Regions from separate parts of the Xenopus laevis genome. Here region 2 is linked to region 1. Evidence: chromatin contacts called from public Hi-C data. All regions are on one chromosome and are shown on one strand. The core of a region is the stretch at or near the end of the contact, and the rest is flanking DNA. Distances in the headings are between cores, read along the strand shown. Region 1 has its middle 10 kb from the start of sertad3.L. Region 2 holds the start of LOC108698616.

Region 1 (2,700 bases), core at 110-2,609:
ATTTTTAAAAAATGTTATTGTATTGGCCTGAATGAGGAGTGTGTGCTGTGTTGCTGTTGGTATTCTTAATGCTGATATCCCCACAATAAGATAATTCAGTGAGGGTTTTTGGTATTTAAGGCCATATGACCATGAGAAACACCTATTTCACAGTTTATTTAATGAAACCCCAAGAATATATGGGGAAAGTTTGATTTGAATTGGGAGATATATATCTTCTGCCACCTAAAAAGACGATGAAACCCAAATTGACTAGGGGGTTGGCAATTAGTTTGGCACCAATTGCTCTATTAGCTAAAATGGAATTTATATATATATATTTGTGTGTCAGTCTCTAAGCTCAGTAAGTGACAGCAGCACAGATCATGTGCAGTAAATCAGCAGAAAAGAAGAGCTTTGAGCTTTAGTTCTTCTTTAAGTGAAGTGGCATGGCTCCTGACATTATTAAAAACAATTATTTTAGCATTCCAGTCAGCCTTTCTTAGAGTAATTTTACAAGCTGTGTTTCCTGACTTTTTGTCAATTGTGATCAGAAATGGGCCCCGGTTTTTGATCTCTAGACCTGCAAGTGCACCAAGGGGTCCATTCAGGTGCTATTGAAAGTAATGAGGAGCAATCCCTGTTACCAAAATTTTCAGAATTGTGCCATGTGCCTATATTACTTAAAGAAGTACAGACATTTAGACTAACGTCACACTAGATTGTTTTCTGACCAAAATCTGACCCATATGCACAGGAACAGCCGGATGTTACTCAACTTCCTGGCCGAATGCATTGACGGAATTAAGCATTTTGGGGGTTTTCGCCACTGCGTGTGACATAAAGCCATCCCCCTTCAAGGAGATTAAATATGTTAAATATGTTAATATGAGAGGTATATTACAGTATATGTGCAATAAATACATTATAATACACAAAAGCCATGAATATCTTGTAAATTATATCCTTATAATACATAAATGCCATGAATATCCTGTAAATTATATCCTTATAAACGGTTGCGGGTAAAATCTCTGTGTGTATTGCCGATTGCACGTTTTCAGTGGGAGACTGTCACTTGCTTTGTCTATCGTACGATTGCTGTCAGGGGCAGAACATCGGCTGATCTGTTCTTTAACTACTTTATTTGGTCGGAATGGTAAGACTTTGATCTGAATGGTTAGTAGGAAAGTCCAATCGTACATTGATTCGTACGATCGGATCTTTGCATCTGTGGCCAGCTTTATCCTTGAAGATATACATTAAAGATGGCCGCACATAATGTATAAGCACCCCCCCACACACACACACACACACACAACCTATCTGCTTGTGTCATGCTTAATTAGCAAGAGGTCTTGGAACAGAAGGTTTGGGATACCAGTCGTATTAGGAGGCTGAAGAGGTAGAACTGGATTTTCCAGTTTTTATTGTTAGGCTGCTTAGGGTATGCAAGGTGTTTAGTTAACCCTGTGGCAGTTTCTAGAGCAAAATATCAGATTACACACAATTCTCCTCCACTGGATCACTGTACAAGAAGATGTTTCAAAAGACATTCACCTCTAGAAGCAATTATTTGTAGCCAGAGACTTAAACAGGTGTCACTATTGATATTTATAATGTACCAACAATTTCTGTAGTGCTGTACAATAACGAGTATACAAAAAACAACAGATAACCAATACAAGAGGTAACATAGTAAGTTAGGTTGAAACAAGACATAAGTCCATCAAGTTCAAACTTTAAGTCTGTATATAACCTGCCTAACTGCTAGTTGACCCGGAGGAAGGCAAAACCCCCCATTTGAAGCCTCTCCAATTTGCCTCAGAGGGGGAAAAGTTCCTTCCTGACTCCAAGATGGAAATCGACAAGTCCCTGGATCAACTTGTACTATTTTAGCAAGTGAGGGAATACAGAGTTATGAAAGATAACTCTGTATTCCCTCACTTGCTAAAATACATCCAACGCCTTCTTACAACTATATAATGTATTTGCCAGTACGACGGATTCAGGAAGAGAATTCCACATCATGCTGTATGTATATTACCATTTCTGTCTGGGACATTAAAAAGTGTTGAGTAATCTACTACTGAGCAACCTTGCTGATAACAACAGTCTACAAGGGATTTTTCACCTTCCAACAGTTTTTTCAGTTGTCACCTACACATAAAAAACTGTATAACAAAAGTTGTTTGCAAATTAGACATGGAACCCATAATGTGTTTTTCATTAAAGCATCCATACCTGTTATAAAGGAGTTTAAATATGCGACCTGTCAATCAAATATTACCTGCCCCGCCTCTATGCCTGAGTCATAAAGGTGGGGCAGTAAATTACTTTCACTTTCCATTCAGCACTTCCTAGATGTCACTGCCCTCCCCACATTCCCCCTTCCCTCCTCACACTCTATAATTGTGTTGGGCAATGTGTATGGGCATCAGGTTCCCCCATTCTGGTGCATACACAAGATTTTTGGGCGATACACAACTTGTCTTAATAATAGTGTCCACAAAATGGCTCTTGCCTGTGTGCTGTGATTGTGTAAATCCAAGACTGAAGGAAACAAAATTTAAATAATAAATGTAGTGTAAGAAAGTTTTATTTTGCTCAACTAAGATTATAAAAAATAATTTGGAATTATTTCCTAGGGTGACAGGTCCCCTCTAACATTTTAATGGGATATGGTTGTAGTCAGAAGCTCCTGAGTCTCAGTGCAAAATT
Region 2 (2,700 bases), core at 18-2,517, 57 kb after region 1:
GCGAAATTCGTGGCAAATCAGCCCGTTTCGCCGCCATCTAATAAAATCTTGAATTTGCCGCAAAAATTCGCCAGCGATGAAAGATTTTTGCCGCCATCGTCCAAGTTTTTCCGATGCCAGCAAAGGTTCCGGCGATGGCACGGATTTTGAAGACGGTGAATTGACGCAGGCGTCAAAATCACCATTTTGCAAATTTTTCGGCAGTTTCACGAATTTTGCGGGAAATTTATGAAATTAGCCCATCACTTATTAAGTCTTGGCCTATCCACATGACAATATCTATGCTTCATCCATTTGATAACAATTGAACTTTTATGATCAGTGTATTGCTGCATATATCACTTCTCAATGGTTTCAGCTTACACGTTAATGTCCTCTCTAGAATATCTGCATTACTGTAATGCAAAATATATTTTCCTTGTAAACACTACTGGCTAAGTTATAAGGGTAGTGCGCTTCTATTGGCTACACTATATGAATATGATGATGTCATTCAAAGAAGTCAGTCGTTCATTGGGATGGCCCTGGAGCAATCATTTGAGGCAGAAGTGCCCATACTTTACTAATGTGAGATCTACTATTAGTGATGTTGTTCCATTATGATCTACATCCATAAAAGCATTGTTAGCATTCTGTTCAATGGAAAATATTACTTAAATAGTGATTTATGGGAAAATGTTTATTGCTATATTTAACAAACACCTTTTTCCTTTGTAACCTTAACATAGTAAATACAGTATCTGAATGAAAAGCATGAAACAGGAGTGTGATATAGACAAGCTGTTTGTTGACAGTGTCTTGAGATCTAATCATCATCAGCAAAAGGTCTACTTGTAGATCCCGCTCTACCTTTTGGGCACCCCTGATTTGAGTTGTTACATCTGGCAATGGAACAAGAATGTCGTGTGAGACCACTCAGTAACCACACACAGACTCATTTAATCATTTGTAGTTGTGCTCAGTATCCATGGTACTAGAGCAGTGAGCAAGAGTTGTGCCTGTGTATGCATATGCAGAGCTGTAGCACATAAGCAACTGCATGTTCTACATCAGAAAATTTGACTCTGAGGCAGCAGACCCCATCTGAAGGGTCATCTGAAGGGTCTAGGGATAAAACGAAATTTTTAGCCTCCAATACCTTCTCACAGGAGGACCCTCATACATACCCGCTATCCAGGGCAGACCCCTCAGGTACATTTCTTTGTCAGGTACTACTTCTGTGGGAACTGGAGCATTCTCCTCAGTTAGGCTTCTTGCTTTAAGACCATTATGGTCCATTTTCTTCCCTGTACTACTGACTCTAATGTTTTAACTGGTGCTGCACTTTTCTTACTATCCCCTCTCAGCTTCCCATGCTCATTAATGTAATTGTTTCTTGCTGCTATAACAAAAATGTATGTTCTGGTCTGAGTTCTGTCTGTTCTGAATGTGATACGTGAGGCTCCTTCCTTGCTTCCTCTGAGGTGTCTTGCCAGCTCTTTGCTTACTTCTTACAGGAACCCCTTCCTATGCCAGAACTTTCTATGGTGATTTTCCTGCTTGTGTGTTCCATCTAATGGCCACTACCAGTAATCACACCTTTTAGTTTTAATTTCTACTACCATCTCCTGGTGAACATTGTACATTACAGCACAGCAACATTTTAACCCTTTTTTCACTCTTACAAGTAGTGCACAGTAGTCTGCAAAAAAGGTGTTCCTCTGGCTTCTCTGGTCCCTTCTCACACTTCAAAAACATAGCTTAACTGACTTTTGATTAAATTAACTCTAGTCTGTATGAATATGTAAGGGAAACTTAGATTGTAAGCTTCACTAATGCACGGATTGAATAATGAACAATGCTGTAAAAGGACTTCATAACTGTCAATTGGACTAGTTCCTTGATCAACTTGTACTATAAGCTATCTTTCATAACCCTGTATTCCCTAACTTGCTAAAAAGCCATCCAACCCCTTCTTAAAGCTACCTAATGTAACAGCCAGCACAACCGACTCAGGGAGGGAATGCTACATCTTCACAGCTCTCACTGTAAAAAAAATCCCTTCTGAAAATTTCGACAGAATCTCCTTTCTTCTAATAGCAATGGGTGACCTTATGTCAGCTGCAAAGACATAATGGTAAATAAAGCATTAGAGAGATTATTGTATGATCCCCTTATATATTTATACATGGTTATCATATCCCCTTAAGTGCCTCTTCTCCAGTGTGAACAACACCAACTTGGCCAGTCTTTTCTCATAGCTAAGATTTTCCATACCTTTTACAAAGCTTAGTTGCCCTTTTCTGCACCCTCTCTAATTCAATAATGTCCTGTTTGAGCACTGGATTCTAGTTGGGTCCTTACCAGCTCTCTGTACAGTGGAAGAAAAACCACCTCCTCCTGTGACTTCATCCCCCTTTTAATACAGCTCAAGACCTTCTTTGCCCTTGCAGCTGCTGACTGGCATTGCTTGCTACAGCCATGTTTATTTTCTACAAGGACTCCAAGGTCATTTTCCATTATGGATTTGCCTAGTGAAGTCCTTATTATCTACAATGAATCCAAGGTCATTTTCCATTATGGATTTGCCCAGTGCAGTCCTATTAAGTGTATAAGTGGCTTAATAATATAATAAGCATTGTTCAATTAGCAATTTGCAATCCTCAAAAGCTCTCAATTAGTTTATCTATCATAGGGGTGGGAAATCACCATGAACAAACT

What was found. Hi-C and Micro-C count contacts between places; a contact is called where the count stands out from the background.
Region 2: a Hi-C map of animal cap shows a contact between it and region 1, with 4 times the contacts expected there. The contact joins the promoter of LOC108698616 here to the enhancer-like site in region 1. A contact is called at or near these places in 3 of 4 Hi-C or Micro-C datasets (the XL177 cell line, the XTC cell line and animal cap).

The regions. Positions count from the first base shown.
Region 1 is chr8L:69,769,347-69,772,046 of Xenopus_laevis_v10.1, forward strand. No RefSeq gene overlaps it. Among protein-coding and RNA genes, the nearest start is that of sertad3.L, 10 kb to the right of the region's middle. Within about 2 kb of position 1,360, at least 2 of the 7 cell types and tissues checked have an H3K27ac peak or open chromatin away from gene starts, as enhancers often do. A contact at or near this core is called in animal cap, where this site is marked.
Region 2 is chr8L:69,826,227-69,828,926 of Xenopus_laevis_v10.1, forward strand. LOC108698616 reads right to left here and starts at 1,268. Exons shown (of 7, transcript XM_018230234.2): 1 at 1,167-1,268.